Regions from separate parts of the Sus scrofa genome. Here region 1 is linked to region 2. A link is a contact called in public HiChIP or PLAC-seq data. All regions are on one chromosome and are shown on one strand. The core of a region is the stretch at or near the end of the contact, and the rest is flanking DNA. Distances in the headings are between cores, read along the strand shown.

The links. HiChIP or PLAC-seq counts read pairs in DNA pulled down with a chosen protein or histone mark.
Region 1: a contact with region 2 is called in an H3K27ac HiChIP or PLAC-seq map of skeletal muscle, with 6 times the contacts expected there. The contact joins two enhancer-like sites. A contact is called at or near these places in 1 of 5 promoter capture datasets (liver), 9 of 47 Hi-C or Micro-C datasets (alveolar macrophages, embryonic fibroblasts, fetal heart ventricle and 4 more) and 1 of 2 datasets of contacts at active chromatin or transcription factors (skeletal muscle).

Annotation. Positions count from the first base shown.
Region 1 is chr8:84,318,432-84,321,432 of Sscrofa11.1, forward strand. All of the region lies in intron 1 of GAB1 (GRB2-associated-binding protein 1), which reads right to left. Among named protein-coding and RNA genes, the nearest start is that of GAB1, 72 kb to the right of the region's middle. Within about 2 kb of position 1,655, at least 13 of the 83 cell types and tissues checked have an H3K27ac peak or open chromatin away from gene starts, as enhancers often do. A contact at or near this core is called in skeletal muscle, where this site is marked.
Region 2 is chr8:84,246,799-84,249,869 of Sscrofa11.1, forward strand. No RefSeq gene overlaps it. Among named protein-coding and RNA genes, the nearest start is that of SMARCA5, 23 kb to the left of the region's middle. Within about 2 kb of position 1,398, at least 4 of the 83 cell types and tissues checked have an H3K27ac peak or open chromatin away from gene starts, as enhancers often do. A contact at or near this core is called in skeletal muscle, where this site is marked.

The DNA.
Region 1 (3,001 bases), core at 405-2,904, 72 kb after region 2:
ACTTACTGTGTTCCCCAAACTTAGTTTGCTCCACAAATGCATATATCACTTATGTTGTTTTTATTACTTTCTGAAAAGAACATGCTTGCTTAAATAGTGGCTTTTTAAAAAATAAATACCAGTAACAATCTGAAATTTTTAAAAATTTTATCTTCCCTAAACCCCAAATTTCTAAACTTTATTTCCTGTTCAGCTATCAATCCAAAATAATTAATTCTGGAATAAAGATAGCATTTAGAGTTTCCGGCAAAACACACTAAAACATACTCCTTTTCTCTTTGAAGTTTCTTCCTATTAAGTAAAACACCAATATTTGGATCACAGTTCAAAAACAACATCTAGAGAAAAAGCACTGAAGTGTTACAAAACAAAATTCAAATTCCCGAAATTACACTTACATGTAAGCAAGCCAAAATAATGCTCAGTATAATTTTCTTCTAAACATCATCAGTACAAGGCTTCCAGAACAAAAGATACGGCAACAAAAGGTTTCCTTTGAAAGACATGCTTCCAAAGAGATGAATTATGCATTCTGGAGTCACTGCCTATAAAACACATTAAGTTCAAGATGCAAAGAGTAACCTCACCCAAAGAGGGGAACTAAGCACACAGGTGAACATGACACAAAAATTACTCCAGGGAGTTCCTGTTGTGGTGCAGTGGAAACAAATCCGATTAGTATCCCTGAGTATGCGGGTTCAATCCCTAGCTTCGCTCAGTGGGTTAAGGATGTGGTGTTGCCATAAGCTGTGGTGTAGGTTGCAAACACGGCTCAGATCTGGTATTGCTTTGTCTGTTCTGTAAGCCGGCAGCTGTAGCTTCGATATGACCCCTAGCCTGGGAACTTCCCTAAGCTGCAGGTGCGGCCCTGAAAAGCCAAAAAAAAAAAAAAAAAAAAAAAAATTACTCCAGACATAATGAAATCAAGAGGATCTTTGAAGCAAATGTGGAGGACTTGGCCCAAGAACCGATGTTGACGCCTCCCCCACCCCCCACCCCCATGACCAAGGGGGTGTTACTCTTTGGAAAGACATGATTCTTTGGATAAAACATGTTTTCATTCACGTAACACAGATAACAATCTCATTATACAAGAAAAGCTGCTGATCATTTACATCTTTTTTTTTTTTTTTTTTAAGTCAGTGCTACCTTGCCCCTTCCATGATATGTCAGCCCTAAAATGAGCCTGGCTTTCTTTTTCCTGTCAACTTTCCATCTCCCTTGACACCACCCAAGCCTCCTAACCTTTGACCAACAGGAAGTAGATACAATGGACTGAAAATAACAGCCACAGTAAGGACTTGCGTATGCATGTGATTTAAGGCTGAGAAAGGACTGAGAAAGAAAGGTTGGGGGAAAGAAAAAAGAACTAGCTATTTCTGCCAGGGCCATCTGGCAGGACACAACTCATATGAACTCCAAGGAAAACTACTGCCCAAGTTATATAGTGGATAAAAGCTAAAAACACATAGAGTGTGTATAATAATACGTATATAGATATACCATATGCAGTTGCCACAAGATAATGTACACACTTATCTGCTCTAAAAACGGTAGAAACCCCACGAGACAATCAGAGTCATTCACAGAGCGTTGGCATCTGAGGTAACAGACGACAACTGACTGTGTCTGACTTGCCAACTGGGAAGTTCACTAAAGTCTGTAGAAGCTAAAAATAGCCACACAAACATGTTTACAGCATTTTAAAAATACGGGATCCACACTGTCTTCTAAATATAAATCTTGGGTTTGGAGCACAGGGATTGGCTTTGGGTTTTCACAGACGTCACTGGGACATCCCACACTTTGCCACAGAAATTCACATCTCAGTATTTAATTTTAAATACATAATTGGTGGTATTTAACCAGAGTGAAGGCGGGGTGGATCTGGAATAGAGAGGACAGGTAGGAAAGGATGGCATCTACTCCCCCCATTCAATTGAGGGCTTTGGAAGACCCCGAGCCCCAACTCTTTGTGGTAGGATCAGATCGTCATGAAATGCTGAGAGGAGCTATTCTTTTTTATTGTTTTGTTTTGTTTTTATGGCCGCACCTGAGGCATAAGGAAGCTCCCAGGTTTGGGGCAGAACTGGAGCTGCAGCTGCCAGCCTATGCCACAGCCACAGCAATACAAGGTCTCAGCTATACATGCGATCCATGCCACAGCTTGCAGCAATGCAGGATCCTTAACCCACTGAGGAAGACCAGGGATTAAACCCGCATCCTCACAGAGACAACACTGGGTCCTTAACCTGCTGAGCAACAATAGGAACTCCTAAGAGGGGCTATTCTGCCTGAATCTTCCCTCTCTACATCTACACTCTAATCCAGTCCCTGCCCCCTTCCTGAGACTGTAGGTGCTCTTGCAGTAGATACATACACACAGGAAGTCAGGTGGAACATGAACATGTGTAAAAGCCCCCACACCCTCACTGGTACATGAGTGCAGGCATGTTGAAGGCAACAATTCTAATTCTTCTCCTGTTCCTAAAAAGTGAAATAATTCTAAATCAAACACAGGAAAATTTCCAACTAAAACCCATAATGCTCACATCAACTGGGATTGCTGGGGGTGGGTGGGTGGGGCTGTGTATTGAGACCATTAAAGAGTCAAATTAGTGTTTTATTAACATAGAAAAAAAAGTCTATTTGGTCTTTTTACTTTATGCAAAATTATTTTTTTATATTAACTTCTCGATAGAATTTGTTTAGATTTTATCTTCTGCATTTAGTTCCAAGAAATATTTAAAATCTGTCAGCTATTAAAAAAATAAGGGAGAAGTTCCCACCGTGGGGCAAAGGCATCAGAGGCACCTCTGCAGTGCCGGGATGCAGGTTCGATTCCCTCCACCCAGCACAGTGGGTTAAAGGATCTGGTGTTAGCACAGCTGTGTGTAGGTGGCAACTGTGGCTCGGATTTGATCCTTGGCCCGGAAACTCCATATGCTGTGGGGCAGCCAAATAAAAAATAAATAAATAAATAAGGGAAAGAACCTACAGC
Region 2 (3,071 bases), core at 148-2,647:
CGTGTCTTGTGTCTTCCTCCATGTCAGCTAAACCCCAGGCTCTGGGGCAGGGCTCGGATGGCCACAGTCTTCCCAGGACAGCCTGAAATCTCTATAATTGCTCATATTCTCTGTGTTATACACAGAGGTCCTAATAGACCTGGAGAACCAGAAAAGCCAGGGTCATGTGGGTGAATCAAAGTAGAGGAAGAAAGACGGGGAAGAGCCTTCAAAGACAGCTCCTACACCTCAACAGCAAAAAACAACCCAATGGAAAAAGGGATCTGAATAGACATTTCCCCCAAGGAGACATACAGATGGCCAAAAGGCACAGGAAGAGATGCTCAACATCATTAATGATCAGAGAAATGCACTTTAAAACTACAAGGAGATATCACCTCATACCAGATTAAGAGGCAAAAACTACTATGTATAAAATACAGAGAATATAGGTAATATTTTATTGTAACTATAACGGAACACAATCTTTAAAAATTGTGAATCACTGTGTTGTACACTTACACTTATCTAATACTGTGCATCAATTATACCTCAATAAAAAAAGCCACCTGGGAGGCTGAGTGGAGCCCTAACTAGAGCCAAGGGGAGCCAGGGGATCCCCGGAAGAGATCCAGGTGAGAAAAGACCTAGGAGTAAACAAAGGCAGGGACGGAAGAGAAGAGAATGGTCTTTAAAAAGAGGAACATTTATTATATGAGTAAAGGTAAAAGGGTAAGAGCTATAAAAATGTATTCATGAGGATTCCTCACAATCAAATACATCACGAAATGTGTGGACAGTGATGAGCGTTGCAGTGACATCCTCTTCCTGGGTACATTCCCGGTCTCCTCCACCTTCCTGGCCATCAGTCTGACCTCTCCATAGCTGCCCAGCCCCCTCTCCAACTTCTCTCCATCTTCTCTCTGCTCCCTGTTCCTCCAGCTACAAAAAACAGGGTGCCAGAACAGATGTGAATTGCACATTCCTTAAAAGCGGCGCAAAACCATCTAAGATGTCACAGGAAATCCTCAAAAGCTGTTAATAGACTGTAAGCTTTATTCATAGTAACAAGGCTTATGTCAATGCTGCCAATTTTTCCTTTGGTGAATTGGTCTGATTCCACAAGATCTTGGGTGGAAGCGGTGGCGGATGGCTGAAGCAGATGGAGGAAAAGGTCACTGGAGGTGAAGAAACTGAGAGAAACCAGTGTTCTGTATGCACTGCTCAGGAGGATATGAAAGTCACCCAGAGCCTTGAAAGGGACAGAGAAGAGGAGAAGGCAGCGATTTACAGGTTGACGAGAGGGCAAGAGGGAGTGAGCACTGAATGACAAGGGGTAACCAGGAGTCACTAGGTCTTAGCAACAGGAACAGTGATGTCTTAAGCTAAAGTGCTAGGGATTTGGGCAGAGGAGGGAGGCTTGTTCGAAGCAGTGTTGGAGAGGAAGGGAACTCCCTTCCTGCTCCCAGGTCCTGGGGTAGGACAGGAAATAGTTCTACTTGAAAGAGTTGGGGAAGTGGTATCCTCAGGGGAGCCTACCTTCCATCAAGGAAAACTGAGTATCAAGGGAAGATAAAGTTTTTCAGAGAATCAGAGGGAAGGTTGCAAAGGGAAAGGGGTGCGAGACTGGGGTAGCTGATGGGATGATGCTTTTAGGGTTGAAGAACCGGAGATGACAGCAACAGGAATTCCAGGAAGGCTGAGGAGACTAGGGGTGTGAGGAGCTCTCAGGGGCAGGGGCTGACCCCATGGCCGGAGTGGTGTTGTGAGTGGCAAAGTGAAGTCCTGAGAGGACAATTCCTTCCTCCTGTTGCACGCCTTTGAATGATCATCTCAGCTGAGAAGATTTCCATTTTATAGCTGCAAAAGGAAGACCGCTGAACGTTTGTAACAGCTTTAGCTTTAACAGCCAAAGAGCAGAAAAAATTCACGTAACGAATGGATAATTAAATGTGAGGCATCCCTGAAATGGACTATCACTCAGCTATGAAAAGGCATCAAGTACTGATTCAGGCTACAACATGGATGACTCCTGTACACACCAAGCCAAGTGAAAGAAGAAAGTCGCAGGAGACCACACATTGTATTATATATATGCCGTTTATATTAAATGTCCAGGAAAGGGAAATCTACAGAGACAAGATAGATTGGCAGTTGTCAAGGGTTTCAGGTAGGGTTGGGGAAATGGGTAGTGTTTGCTAATAGGTACAAAGTTCCTCTTTGAATTGATGAAATTGTTCTAAAATAAACTGCGGTGATGATGGCACAACTTTGAATATACTAAAAACCATTGAATTGAACACCTTAAGTGGGTAGAAAATGGAATGTAAATTATATCTCAATAGAAAAGGAGGGCAATAATTCCTGTTCTAATTAAACAAAATATGGATGTGAGAATACTTTGGAGACAAAAAAGCACAAAATGCACATGAGATCACTAAGGCAAGTGTGGGGAAATCTTCACTGAGGACTTAAAGAAAAGGACTAATATTTGGGGCTGTCATAACTGAGTCACTGAAGGTATGGCGACAGAACATACGGCGTCAAGAAACTTACAATTGTACTTTTTGTGAAAGAATATACAAGTTGATTCCACTTTTCGTCAGGATTTACCTTGCAGATTCAGTTTTATGCACAAGGGGGCGATGTCCACCAAATAACAAACATGCATAGCTGCTGGAACTGCAAATACAAGCCCAGGGAGAAAGAACAACTGAAATTTATGAGATCGTTTGTAAACACAACTTTGAAAGTGGACATCTAGAAAAACAAATACTGTGAAAGAGATACTTATTGATGCATAATGCTTTATGCTTTTTTTTTTGTATTTTGAACTGCATTGGATTATTCAAAAATATATGAAAATACATCTTAAGGAAAATTATTTTGTGCTCTTATTTAGGTTAACATATAAATTTGTTTCTTTGCTTTTTTGGCTTCACCCGCGGCATGTGGAAGTTCCTGGGCCAGGGATCTAACCCATTCTGCAGTTGCAACCTGCGCCACAGCTGGGGCAACACTGGATCCTTAACCACTGTGCCACAAGAGAAACTTCCAATTAACATTTAAACTTGATAAAAAAGATGTGAAGA